Regions from separate parts of the Mus musculus genome. Here region 2 is linked to region 1. A link is a contact called in public HiCAR-type data. All regions are on one chromosome and are shown on one strand. The core of a region is the stretch at or near the end of the contact, and the rest is flanking DNA. Distances in the headings are between cores, read along the strand shown.

Region 1 (7,266 bases), core at 2,524-5,023:
GCAGCAGAGTAATATGAATGTGTAGCAGGTATATCCCCCGTTTCTTGTGGCTCAGTTCTTAGGTAGCACTTCCTAACCTCTCCTAAACCTAGAATTCTGTAGGTAACAGAGCTCGAGTTCAGTGAGATTCACAGCCAGGGAGAGGAGGAGGTAGACACGTGTGCAGTTGAGGAAGAACTTGACGTTCCAAAACAACATGAACCCAAACACTGACACCAAAGAACCCAGCCTTACCCTTTCTTACTCAGGGAGCCTACCACTGGAAGGGAAGGGTAGTTTTACTTCACGGTCCTTCCGTTGTTCATTTTAACATATGTATATGTGGGTTGGGGGTAAGTATGTGTGCCTCTGAGTGCAGGTATCCTCAGAGTTGAATGGATGGTGTCAGGTCCCCTGGGACTGGAATTACAGGCAGTTGGGAGCCTTCAGGTTCTGGGAAGGACTAACCGTACAATCTCTTTACCACTGAGTTTGTTCACCAGCTTCCTCATTTTCTGTGTTAATCCCCAAAATGTGAGAAGACCACAGATCCAACTCATCAAGGACAAATTAATTAAAGCAAGCGTTTCTTATTCTTGTACACGGGCTGCCTCCCTCTGAGGGGCTCAAGAGGTCAGCATTGGAGGTGAGCAAGGTGAGGTTTCCATAGCTCAGGGAGGGGGTGGGGAGAGGTTTCCAGATGGGAGGAGTTGGTGGGACAGAATATGAACTTTATGTGATAAGTCATAACGACCTCCTGAGACAAAGGCATCCTCGCAAGATGCTCTCATAAGGTAGTCATAACAGCAGGTAGTCCATTTGAAACAAAGGTAGGGTGACAAGATGGTTATGGCTGCTTTCTGAAGCAGAGACATCATTGTCATCTCGTGGAACGGGCAGTTTAGAATCATTTGAAGTTATAGTCACAGGTGGAGCATAGCCCAATCCTTGAAAAACAGATTTAGTCGTAAACAGGAATGAGCCTGGTCTGTCTTTACTAGAAGATAGACTTCAAGCCCAAGATGGAGGCCGGCTGGTTCACCACAAGCTTGAGTTAGCAGAATGGAGATGTACTAAGAAGTGAAAGACCTCCGTAGTAGAGCAGGCACTGTGTACCAAGCCCTGGGTTTGTTCTCTGGGATGGAACTCCCCAGCCCCAAGTTGACAACACAATTTCTGAGTCACTCTTCCACAGTGTTCCTACTGTTCACGTAAGAGTGAATGAAATACGTGTCCGTGTATGAATTTATAAATAGAAATTGTATAGTTTATATGACTTCACGTGCCTCAAGTGCCATTGTGTTCCCATTTGAGCTGGCATTGCATGATATGAAGACGAAGAGTAAAATTCATGGAAATACTCCAAAAATTTTACTGTGTGGAGAAAGAACTATGTTTCTTTACAAATGAAACATGGTAACTAAAAAGATCTTAGAAGGGGAAGACCTCACATTTTTATCCATTCAATAGCACTTTATTCACATCCCTAACACACTTGTCATTTATAGATTACGGTTTTACATTAGTAGTGCAAATCTGTAAATTGGCCCTCGCTGAGTGGTGCTACTTAGCTGTGCGTGGTCAGGAAAGCCTCTTTGGGGAAACGGCACTTAAGCTGATATTGAGATGTTCAAAAAAACCGAGGCCATGAAAAGACTTGGGAAACAGCATTCCAGGTAAAGGGAATAGCTACTCTAAAGACCCCCAGAAAGCAAACAAATATATGGTATTTCAGAACCAGAAGACCCCATCCCCAAAAAGCAGTAGTTAAGGAGCAGAGTCACTAAAGATGAGTCCGGAGTGTGAAGGGCCTAAGTCTAGAAGAATTTAGGCTCTTTGTGGTAGGTCACCATTGGAAAGTTTCAGGTCACGGAATGAGAGGAATGGCTGTTAGCATGGAGGTAAGAGGGGACTCTGGGAGCCCACCCTGGGCTTTTGTAACCGTAGAATTTACCCTTCTCTGTAGCAATTGTTATAGGCCTATTGGAATTTCTAATGTACTTGCAGACTTTCAAATCCCAGAACTAAATAGCTAATCCTTTGTATTCGTGGCATTGGTTTATTCTCTGTATCACTGGTGTCTAGCACTGTTTGCACCCTGCAGCCATTTCCTAAGCATTCAGTAAATAAATGTTCTCAACAGGATCTAAACCCTTGCATGGTAAAAGCTCCGACTTTGGGATTTTCTTTTTTAATGTAAGGTTATTAATTAGAGGAGTTACAGGGAAATATTACTTATAAAGAAATCTCAAAAAATATTATTCAAAATTAAGCATTGATTTTAGAACATTCAGCATTTAGAATTTGAAGTTATGCATGGCCTTTGCCTGAATATGAACCCAAAGCCCTAGCTATTATTGATGCTATTTGGCCAGACGTTTCAATCTGGTGGCTTGAGACTAGAGATGGTCAGACACAGTTTGAGGTTGTTTTTGCATGGTGTGTAAATATTATGCAGAATTAGTTGTTAATCTTTAAAACTAAGGCGTTTTTCACATAAGGATTTGATTTTTCTTTTTCACTTGAGGAACAACAAACATACAACCAAACCAAAAATGTGGCCACACAGGATCTGGGTGCCAGTAGATCTAGTCCAGGCAGAATGGGGACAGCTACTTCCTTAGGAAGGGGCCCGCCTTCTCGGTTTTATTTTATATATTCTCGACTTTGCTTCCTCCACTTCCTTAAGCTACCTGCCCAGTTCTTGAAGCACATGATTTGTGACAGCTCTTTTTTGAGACACATAGGTACTGTTGCTATCTAAAGTGAAGACTTTGAGAAGGTAATATATGTTGCTTTGTTGCTGTAGGTTGATCTCTTGTTCTTGTCCTTTATCGCAGAAACGAGGTGGTCAGACCAGATCCATCCACGCCTGGACCTGTCAAGTTAGGACAAAATGTGGCTCCATTATGTTGGTGGAGAAATATCGAGGCTAGGGAAGGCTCTCCAGGGAGAGGCCGGAGGACAGCTTTGTTACCAGTTTGTCACACAAAGGGACATTATAAAGTTTTTTTTTACCTTCCACCTATGTTGTCTGTAACGATTTAAAGGTAAGAAACAAAGTACATAGGACTGCCTCTAAGAATAAATACCATAGGCCATCTACCCATGGGTATACAAGGTTCAAACTTCTTTCTGAACCCAATATACACTGTGTTCTAGGACACTCTCTGAGCAGGGCGATCAGGTGTGTGATTTTAGTTTTTATCTGCTTGGGCCAGTGCTTTTATTTAGATAGCGACATTTAATCTATTATACTGTTTTGTATGAACCCACATGTTTATTTACTGAAATGTACGGAACAGTCCACAAAAGATACTCTGTGGCAAAGCTAACAAAGGCTGTTTCCACAGAGCTATCTAAAGGCATGTGGAAGGACAATGATGACGTGCAGAACACACAATGGGACACTGTTGACAGAATCTCGGGATCCCGGAGGAGCTTTTGAAAGGCCAGCAGGGAAAGAAAATCCGTTTGCAAGGATTTACCACGCTGCACGCCTCCATGGAAAGCAGTTGTGGAAATGCTTGGCAGTACCAGGGCCCGGAGCACTTTGCATGTGCATAGGACCGAACAGTAATGCACTGAAGAGGCAGAGGGGTGGAAAATCGTTCCACGTCCCAAGAGATCGGGCAGAGGACAGGGCCAGGTTTGGGAAAGGGGTCAAGGTCCGTGCCACAGAGGGGGCAGGTGGCTGCGGGGACGCGCCTCCGGTGGATGGGAGGGGGAGGGGGGGTCGGCTCGCCTCCGCGCGGTGCCGCGCCCGCCTGGCCGTGCCGCCGGGGCGGGGCGCACCGGACCGGCCACGGCTGACGCAGGGCAGCGCGGAGCCTGGCGAGTGGGGGCAAGGGGCGGCGCCGCCCTGAGTCACCGCCCCCTCCCGCGCCTCCGCGCCGCCACCTTTCCATTCAGTCGCCCAACATGGCTGGAGCACGGCGCTGAGCCCTCGCCACCGTCACCGTCACCGCCGCCGCCGCCGTCACCACCGCCGCCGCCTGCCCGGAGCGCTCGGCACGGAGCTGAGCCCCGGGCGGCCGCAGGCATGTTGGGCGCTGCGGACGAGAGCTCGGTGCGCGTGGCTGTCAGGTGAGCTGCGGGTGGACAGGAAGGAAAGCTGAAGCCAGCAAGCGGACGAGCGGGCGGGCGGACTCTCCTGCTGCCCGCTCCGGGGCCGGTGCGTCGCATCGCTGCTTCTCGGGGGAACAGCAGTGGCTGCCCCGCACCCCCACACCCCGGAGGATCGGGCGCCGCTCGCTGCACGCACGGACGCCTCGCGTTTGGCCTCCGGGTGAGCGTCGCCCGGTGTCCCCGGGAGTCGCCGCTGCCGCCCTGCAGGTGGGCCCGAGGTGTCTGTCCCCACCCCCCACTCCCTCCTCTCCAGCCCAGCCCCTGCCGCGCCGGCTGGGTTCGGAGCCGCAGACAAAGCGTCGCGGTGACAAGCGCGCCGCCCGCGCCCACTCGGGTCCCCGCGATGGCGTGCGTCGCGACACCTGGCCTCGCAGGTGTGCTGGTAGGGAGTGTGTTGCGGGACATAGGCACCCGCGGGAGGTCTGGAGAAGGCAGGCAACGTCAGCCAGCCGGAGGGTTAGATGGGCGACTGGGAGAAACAACCTGAGGTTAGTTAAGCACCTTGGATGTTGACAGTGACATCACATACGCCTGGGGTTGAGTTTTGAAATGCTGGCTGTGTCACCTTGTTGTGGTTAGTGACGGTGACATGGACATTCGGTGTAGTTTGGCTGTTTTGATGCATCGCAAGAACTCCGACAGTTGCTCTTGGAAAACTGCAGCATCATCACACTGAAAAATTAATGAAGCATTCCTCTTAGACCAAGTGCATGGCTTCCATTGCTCTGATAGTATACTGTTAACTCAGTTACAATATAAAGATTATAAAGAGAGCCTGTCTTCAGAGAAAGCCAGAATTCGTAAACATCTGTCAGCGCCTTAGTCGAAAAATTGAAAGTTACATAATGTAAGCGTTCCTATGGTTATTTTAGTGACAAATCTTGATTAAGCCCAGAAGTGGCAGTTTTGCATGTCCTGGGTCTTTAATTGTCTTAAAGCTGGGCAGTGGTGGCACATGCCCTAATCCCAGCACTTGGGAGGCAGTGGCAGGCGGATTTCTGAGTTCAAGACCAGTCTGGTCTACAGAGTGAGTTCCAGGACAGCCAGGGCTACACAGAGAAACCCTGTCTCGAAAAACAAAACAAAACAAAACAAAACAAAACAAAAAAAGAATAAAAAGAAATGGGAAGGTATTTTGATTCCTTTATTCTGCAGATAATGGAATTACCATAGAATGGAGGTGACGGTTTTATTAGGTCTGGCCCTTAATGGCCTTCCTGTCTTTGCCTTCCACGTCCCTGGTCCTGATGCACACATGATTCATATTTTAAGGCCAAACGAAAGCTAGTAGGATGAATAGGAAGAACAGTCTCATCTAGTAATGGAAGATATAGTCCAGGAATAACAGAAAAGGGGAATAAAAAATTTCAAATGTTTTACAACGGAAGTGTGTAAAGAGTCGTAAAACCGTCACATGTTTTAGATCAGGTAAAAAGCTTATTCCTCATAATCTGTGACTTTAAAGCTGTTTTTTTTTTTTTTTTTTTTTTTTTTTTTTTTTTTTTTATGTCTTTCTTACTGACGGGGACAGGAAGATTATTAAGTCAACCTTCCAAAATTAAACTGATAGCATAGACGGAAAGAGAGTTACAACCCAGAAAGCTTACATGTGCAGCCCTGGTTCTTACCCCCGTGCCTGTGCAGGTGAGAGACAGGGCTATGCCTTACCTCGTTTTACTCAGTGTAAAAGGTCGTCAGCATCTTCCCGATCCTAGACTAGGTCAATTACAAGTGAATAGCCTTGGCAGACTATTTCTATCTGGACATCTTAGAGGAGAGCGAGTTCACCACGAGAGGGAGTGAACTGAACACTCCCCGGGTCCTCCAATCCAGTCTGCTTTCCAGTTGTGGAGAAGTAAATGCATACAAATGTTGGGTCTAGACAGAGAATTAACAGAGGATTTGGCCCTCTTTCTCCTTTACGACAACGAGACGATGAGCAGTGGAGAATTGGGCTGTTCTTTCATAAAAGCAAGTGCGTTCTCCAGGTGCGTGTGTTCTAGTGGGCTTAGAGGGTTTGTAAAATAAGCGCCCGGGAAAGATGCTGAGCAGAAAGTTTCTAGCTGAGGGAGAATGGTTTTTACTCTGTTTCGGGGGATATTTTGGTGTTTGAGTTGTCTGTAGGTTGTCTTTCATTGAGAAGGGATATTGATTCAGAAAGTTCAATGTGGCAGCCAAACACCTGAAATATGGTTAAGCTCCATAACTAAAATTTAAGTTTAAATTATTATTATTATTATTATTATTATTATTATTATTATTTTGGTTTTTCGAGACAGGGTTTCTCTGTGTAGCCCTGGCTGTCCTGGAACTCACTTTGTAGGCCATGCTGGCCTTGAACGCAGAGATCCAACTGCCTCTGCCTCCTGAGTGTTGGGCCTAAAGGAGTGCGCCACCAGGCCCTGCTCAAATTTGTGGTTCAGTTTGCTGTGTTCTTGCCTTACTGAAGCTTGCTATGTTTTTTATTTATTTGAGGCAGGGTCTCATTGGGTTGCACTGGTTAGCTTGGAACTGGGAGCGCCACTTATATCAGCCTCCTTTGTCCTGAGGGCTGGGATCGTTAGTTTAGGAAGTAATAGAAAGGAAAGAGAGAAGAGACCAAAGAGGTAGAAGTTGAAAGTCAGCGAAATCCTTTTATTTATACAACATGGGTTAATTCTTTATCTTCAGATAGGGGTTACTAACTGCCCTACTTTGCTCTCTGTTGCTGTAATAAACACAAGGACCAGAAATAACTCGGGGAGGAAAGAGTTTATTTGACCTTACACATCCTGATCACAGTCTATCATTGAGGGAAGTCAGGGCAGCAACTCAAGCGTGAACTGTGGAGGAACAGTGTTTTCATATATAAACCAGGGCCAGCCATCTAGAGGTAGTGCCAACTGTGCTGGGCCCGCCCACATCTATCATTGGTCAAGAACATGCCTGCAGACACGCCCACAGGCCAGTCTGATGGAGGCAACGCCTCACTTGAGGTTCTTCGAGTTTGTGTAAAGTTGACAAAAAGTAACCAGCACATAAGTGTGAAAGGTGTGGTGGAACGAGTTTATTAGTTAGGATGGCACTGGGTTTCAGGTTTCATATTTCACTATCGTTGCTGCTTGCCCTCCTGCTGTCTGATTTGCTAATTGCTTACTATTCTGATGAGTAATTATGGGG
Region 2 (7,266 bases), core at 1,773-4,272, 2.2 Mb before region 1:
AATATATACGTGAAAGAAAGGAAGGGAATGTCCACTCGATGTTGAAATAGGTAAAGTTGTTTTCAGTAACAAAAGTCAATTTAGGAAGATAAAAATGGAAAAAAAAGAAGAAGCAGGTGAATGCTGGCTAGAGAGCAACATGCAGTGACTCCTCCCTCAGCTTCCAGGTAGCCAGGGCTGCTTGGTGTGTAGGTAGTATAAACGGTCTCATTTGTAGATGGCCTTTTTTAATTTTAATTTTAATTTTTTGCAACAACATCTTTTGCAAAGTATAGGATTAAAAGATCGTGAACCCCCCTGTGAAGAACATGATTATTCTGTGTGTTCTTCGCATACATTGTTGGCTGGCTTCCCTTTATGCTTTATGATCTGTGAGTTGAGAGATTACTCTTTATTCTTTCTACATGTAGTTTCTTGGGGAAAAAAAAGTATTAGCAATTACCCCCCCACACACCCTTTTTTAAAAAATGGGGCCACAGTGTGTTACGCAGTTTGATGTGGGACTCACTATGCTGACCAGGCTGGCTTTGAACCTGTGGTGGTAACCCTGCCTTGGCCTCCGAAGTGCAGGAATTACAGGTGTCAGTCATTGAGGCAGCTTTCCTCAGTATCTTTGAAATGGGCCGTTCTGCCTGGGTCCTCACTCTTTACTCTAGCTGGTACCATGTCCTCCAACTCTCCCTTCTTGTTAGTGCTCTTGTAATTCTCTGCACTCTTTTATCTTTATTTCTCTGAGAATTGTAAGGTGTGTTAGAAAGATGTACTATTCTCTTTGTTTTTACTGGCCTGTCTCCTTTTTGAGGGTAGGACACTCCTTTATTCCTGAATACTGTGCATCCGAGCCTCTTGTCTGGCATGTAGAAAATATTCAATAAATATTTATTGAATGAACAAATGTATGTTTTTTTTTTTCTCCTTATACATCTTCGTTGTTCATTGGATTTTTTTGGGGGGTGGGGGGGGAGTTAAGGCATGACATTTAATCCTTCTGAGATGGAAACAGCCCATAGTTCATCAGGTGATCTTGCCATGGTCATAGAGCCAGGGAATGAGAGCTTTTATGCCTGTTATTGTCCCTCACATTGTCCTTTGTGGGCACACTTCTCAGTGACCCAGATGCAACTTGAACAATTCAATAGCGAGGTTTTTCTCATGACGTGTGTGTGCACTTTTAAGTGTGCATGCATCTAGTTTTAAGTGTGTGCTTTTCAGTGTGGTTTTGCCTGTATATTTTTAAAATATGTGCATTTTACTTGTATTTTAAATGTTTTTGTTTCAAGTGCATTTTAAAAATATGTGTTTTAAGCGTGCATCTAAAGCATTTAATTGTTTACATGTATTTAGGTGCATGTGCAGGTTAAGTGTGTTCAAGTATATCTTGTGTGCATTTTAAGTGGATTTTTAAGTGTTTAAGTCTCAGTTTTGGCTCTGGATTCGCTTACTCCAATCTCTCATCTCTGTCCCAGCCTTCACTCCAACCAGACTCGCTCTCTAACATGCAAATGTGATCATCTTCCTTCCTTCCTTAAAAACCTTCAAGCAGATCAAGTTCAAACTTCCAAGAGTTTCCAAGAGTAACTGCTATCCCTCTCTGCAGTCTTAACCACTCCCCGAGTCCTTTCTTGCGGACTCATCCTGGCATCGCGCTTCTCAGTCTCCTGAATACGAGAGCCGCTTTCATTGCTCGCTCAGTCTAGAATTCCTTCTCTTAAGAGGGCCACCCTCGCTCAGGAATACTCTGCTATACTAACTGGAAGGTACAAGCGACTCACTTTGGGGCGTGTCCACACCCGGTGGCTATCCTGTCTTTGTACAACAGCCTTCTTCAAAAGGGAATAAGAGCTTTTGCACCAGATGTGAATGGCGTGTGTATTGCCTGGGAACATGGATTCGGGTTGGGTGGAATAACACGTTCCAATACAGAATAAAGTCAGAAGTTAAGGCAGTTTCCAGATACCGGTTGGACCATCAGATTGATTATAGCAAACAGGAAAAACTGACAGGTGTCAGATCTCATCTAATGACATTTTAAGCTTTCAGAATGGTGGAAACCATTGATTCGATGAGGTTGCTTTAAAGGTTTTGAGCCAAAAGTATGTTGGGTATGACACGATTGGTCAACGAAAGCCTATTAAGGGACTAAGAATAATCATAGAGTTTAAGCTTTGTTAAATCGTCCACAGGTCTCCCGTACCAAAGTCCCCGAGCTGCACATTCTCAATATCTGCCTTCCTCCCCGTCCCTAGGTCCCTACGAGGCTTCAGCGTGACCCAGCTCAAGGCGTGGAGTGTGGCGGGAAGGAAGGGAGGCCGGGTTTGGAGAGGACCAGTTTTGCTTTGGGTATGCAAATGATTTGTCAGCAACGTCTAATAAGGCTGCCTTCCCAGCCTTGTGTGGATGGGCAAGCAAAGCACCATTGCACTACCGCCGCCTTACGACATCCCACGAAGCACAGATGTTTTAGACCCGACGCTGAGGTCCGTGAGGAGCAGGATGGGTCGAGGAAGAGTTAGCAAGTGCGGTAACCACGGTTTCTTTTTAGTCAACGCAGCGATGCCTGAGAATTCAAGTTGCCCAGCGCCACAAACTGCGCAAAGAAAAATCGCAGATTTAGGGCAAGGGCCTACAGCCCTGCTTCTTTCGCTACACTTGTCCACAGCTCAGAGCCGGGCAATCTGTAAAGAGGAACCAGCATCCATCTCAAGGCTCGGCGTGAAGGCCGGGAGAGCGCCAGCGCTCAGCTCCGCTTCCGGGTGCGCTGCGGAGGCGGAGCCTTGGCCGGGCGTTGGGGCGTGGCCCGGAGGCGGGACAATACCAGGCAGGGGCTGTGGTTTGAAACAGAGGCGGGGCCTGCGCCGGATGTGGGAGGGGCTGTGAGCGGGGCGGGGCATGGCAGGGCTAGGGGCGTGTCGTGTGGGGTGCTGGGCTTGGGCGGCATGGGACCGAGTGGGACCTGGCGGGGATTCGGGCGGAGGGGCGGAGCGGGGAGGGGCGGGAACCAGGCTGGTCACGCTGCGGCTGCGCGTTGCGATTCTTCGTAGTTCGCCCGGGCGGGCGCGGCGGCGGCGGCGGTGACGGCGGTGACGGCGGCAGCGGCGGTGGCGGCAGCGCGGGCCGGGATGCGGCGCTACCTGCGGGTCGTAGGGCTGTGCCTGGCCTGCGGCTTCTGCTCGCTGCTGTACGCCTTCAGCCAGCTCGCGGTGTCCTTGGAGGAAGGAGCTGCCGGGGGCCGCAGGCCGCAGGCCGCGGTAGTTTCCTGGCTGGCGGACGGTGGACGCGGCACGGGGAGAGGCGCGGGCAGCGCGGGCCCGGGCCGGACGGGCAGGTATGAGCCGCATTGCCGGGAGTGGAGGTCTGGGAGGGCCGGACGCGCCGCTCCATCACCGAGCACTGGCTGGCTGGCTTCAGATTCAGTGTTAGACCAGTTAGAAATTGAATCGCTTTGCAACTTTCTGAAAGGTTCGTTGGAAGTAAGTGGTGTCCCACAAAATCCTAATTACACTGCGGCTAGTGGGATTCCCTCCTGTTTCCATGGAGTCGAAGCTGAGTAATTTGAGAATCAGGCTGGCGCCCTAGTTGAGCCCTCCACCTCCCAGGTGTCTAAATTTTCCGCCTAAATCTTAGCTTTTTATCAGTAGCCGTAGCTAAAGAAATCTGGATGTGGCATAAAGCGAGCTGTGAATTTTTATTTTGAAAATATTCGTTTTTTTGGAAACGTAAAGGAAGTTCAGAAACATGAGTGATACTTAATATGCTTATATCTATGGGAGGAGTAAGGTATGAAGAAATCACTTTAAAAAAAAAGAAATGAATATTTATAACACAGCATAATGAGTTGGTGGATTTGCATAAGTCACTGCCACGGTTAGAATCATGAAATTTAAATGGAAAACTGTTTGGGCAGTTTACTTAATTCGCACTGCCTCCTTGGTGGATTCCTGTGTTTGGGCAGTTCTGAGACCAACTAATTGGAGAGTGGAAGACAGGAATTGTAAAAAGAGTACATCCACTTTGAGCTGTTGTCTATGTAGCATCTGAGAGTTGATGGTCTTTTCCAGCGGGAAGCGGGTAAAAGAGAAGCTAGCATGGAGATAGTGAGCTCTTGGTTTATGGTTTGATTGTAGTCAGAGAAATGTGGGGTATAGGTGTGCTCTCAGGTTCCACTGCCTACAACCTACACCCCCAGACCCCCAGTAGGATTTGCCGAGGAGAGCGGAGGCAGGAGGACCATGAGTTCGAGGCCAGCCTGGGCTACACATTTAAAAGCCTGGCGGTGGTGGTGCATGTCTTTAATTTCAGCACTCGGGAAGCAGAAATAGGCAGATCTCTGAGTTCGAGGCCAGCCTGGTCCGCAGAGCAATGTCCAGGATATCCGGGGCTCTACAGAGGAGCCCTGTCTCAAAAAACAAAACAAAACAAAACAAAACAAAAGTATTAATTGCCCAGAATTACATAAGAAGTATTTGGGGAAAAAAAATCCAACTTGGAAGGAAAACATTTTTAAATGGTAAGGACAGTGTTTGAGAGAAATCTCCTTTCAACTAGTATATCCTATTTGAAACGATTATTTCAAACTAGGCTTGGTGGCTTACACCTGTATTCTCAGCATTCAGGAGGTAAGGTAGGAGGATGGAAAATTCAGTACCTGTCTGGTTTTCATTGGGAGTTCCAGGCCAGCCTGGGCTGCATAATGAGACCCAGGTTCAACAGACCAAGGACTGAGTTTGTATCCCAGCCATAAGGGACTTGCCTTGTCAGGTGCCGAGTTCAACCCCTCCAGGAGTTAGAGAGAGTAGTAGAGTCAGTTGGAGAAACCCGTGCCTCCATCCAGTCACTTTTGCAGGCGCCCTTGATCACAGGGTTCCTTCTCTGCTACACTGAAGTATAATCGACAAGAGTTACCTATGTTTAGTACCAACAGCTTGATATTTTTGACGCACATTCTGAAATGATCGTCACTTCTTTTCAGACTGGCTAGACCTCCAGTTCATGTTTGCTGAATCGTGTCGACATTGGTAGGATATACTACTGAGAATGTAAAGACGAGAGACGGAGAGGGCTTTTGAGTCACCAACTTTACTTTGCCACGTACTGGGTGTGTGACTTCCTGATTAGATGTGGAACATTTGTGAGGACTGAAGTGACATAGTTGCATAGATTGCTTAGTGCCGTACCTGGCACCATAAAACTAGCTGATATGGTGATTGTTTTAATTTTCAGGTGTAAGCATATATCTCTCCCCCCCCCCCCTTTGGGAAGCAAATTTATTCTTTGGGACCTAGTCAGAAACCTGGTAAACTAGGATGCCAGTATTCTGTGTTTTGACCATGAGCTATTGTTACAATGCAGACAAACACTGAGAAGCGCTGACAGTTGAGAGATAGATTTGACCATTATGTCTTTGCATTGCTGTTTCCCCTTCCTTGGATCTGTTTTTGAAGGAAAGGGAGTTGGGGCAGTGAGTGCTGGAGAAAGTAAGAGTACTTAGGGAGGGAAGGCCCTCACTCTGTGTCATTACGTGAGGCTTGTGCCGCCAGGGCCACACCTGCACGCTAGCTTATTGGACGCTGCCGTGGCTTCTCATAGCTTTGTTGAGTGCTATGTGGGCTGCTGTAGCAAAACTTGAGACTGCAGATGGAAACAACAGCGATACATTGTTTCTCACACCTTTTTACAGTCTGTGCAGATGGAAACAGCAGTGATACATTGTTTCTCACACCTTTTTGCTGTGTGCTCACATGGCCAGGCAGGTCTATAGCCGCTTCTTGTAATGTCATTCTTGGGGCACTGACCCTTATGGTCTAATCACCGAAGGCCCCATCCATCCCTGACGTCAGTCATCACATGGGACAGGAGGATTTTCAGGTGAGGGAGGCATACAAAAACAGCCCAAATACTTAGCATAGTATTTAGGAAGAGCTAGTAACTAATATTATGAGCTTTTTGAGATACTCATCTCACAAAACAGTGTAGTTTTGGCTTAGAGATCTTAAAGTATAAATATTCATTTCTTTTTTATTTTTTGGTTTTTCGAGAAAGGGTTTCTCTGTGTGGCCCTGGCTGTCCTGGAACTCACTCTGTAGACCAGGCTGACCTCGAACTCAGAAATCTGCCTGCCTCTGCCTCCCAAGTGCTGGGATTAAAGGTGTGCGCCACCATCATCCGGCTAAATACTTATTTCTATTAAAATTCTTCTCCCTGCATAGTTTTTGTTTGGAAAGTATATCTTTTTAAAAAACATTTATTTATTTTATTTATATGAGTCCACTGTAGCTGTAGAGATGGTTGTGAGCCTTCATGTGGCTGTTGGGAATTAAATTTTTGGGACTTCTGCTTGCTCTGGTCAACCCCACTCATTCAGTCCCTTCTCACTCTGACCCAAAGATTGATTTATTATTATACATAAGTACACTGTAGCTGATTTCAGATGCACCAGAAGAGGGCGTCAGATCTTATTATAGTTGGTTGTTAGCCACCGCGTGGTTGCTGGGATTTGAACTTAGGATCTTTGGAAGAGCAGTCAGTGCTCTTACCTGCTCAGCCATCTCTCCAGCTCTTGGAAAGTGTATGATAAAATTGCAGTGGATGATAAAATTTTTTGTTTTCAGATTGGCTATTTTTTCTTTATTGTTCTTAATCTTTACTATGCATAGAATAACTTTCTTCCAGAGTTCGTCCTCTCACACATTAAGGGAAACATTTATATCTGTGATCTAGATTTACTTTTTGTCAGGGGGAGAGAGTGTGCTTTGTGGTCACTTCATGAAATGGCAAGACAGTTTCAACGCTATCTGCTAATGTAACTACCTTCCCTCACTTTCTGAGAGATCTAGGAAAGGGGAAGATCTGATTTAGAGCTAGAAATGAAGTGGTCTAGACACAAAAGCAGTTTCAAGTGAGTTGCCCAGGCAGATCGTAAATCCTGGTAGCCTGGTAGCATTCTGAGAATAGTCTTTAAAGTGCATGTATGAATTTTGGTCTCCTGCGTGGTCACAGGTGCCCAGGCTTGGGATTGTATAACACTGAGCCTTGTAGCCTGAACTCACTCCTCCATATTCTCACAGTGGATTTGCCTGAAATTTTCCTTGACTCTCAAGAGTCAAGAAAACCTTCTGTTGTATACAGGTTTTAAAGTCTCGTGGTTATTATGGACATTTTGGAAAGAACAAATACCCTTTTCAGTTTAATAAAGAAGACTGTTGTATCCTATATGACTTGGTCCTAGAAATCTGACTGGAGCAGAGAGAGAATGAAGAAAGGACAGAC

What was found. HiCAR-type assays count read pairs that join an accessible place to other places.
Region 2: a HiCAR-type map of astrocytes shows a contact between it and region 1, with 5 times the contacts expected there. The contact joins the promoter of Gxylt1 here to the promoter of Kif21a in region 1. A contact is called at or near these places in 2 of 115 datasets of contacts at active chromatin or transcription factors (astrocytes and differentiating embryonic stem cells) and 1 of 9 other capture datasets (pancreatic islet).

Annotation. Positions count from the first base shown.
Region 1 is chr15:91,046,458-91,053,723 of GRCm38.p6, reverse strand. Kif21a (kinesin family member 21A) reads left to right here and starts at 3,773. Exons shown (of 37, transcript NM_001109040.2): 1 at 3,773-4,065. The coding sequence starts at 4,022. Gm52215 reads right to left here. Exons shown (of 2, transcript XM_030248879.1): 1 at 5,776-7,266; 2 at 3,823-4,779. The coding sequence starts at 4,512. The coding sequence ends at 3,847. It overlaps Gm36710 (a long non-coding RNA gene), which reads left to right and starts at 2,671. Exons shown (of 2, transcript XR_384343.1): 1 at 2,671-2,726; 2 at 2,820-3,001.
Region 2 is chr15:93,270,935-93,278,200 of GRCm38.p6, reverse strand. Gxylt1 (glucoside xylosyltransferase 1) reads left to right here and starts at 3,022. Exons shown (of 7, transcript NM_001357006.1): 1 at 3,022-3,325. The coding sequence starts at 3,120.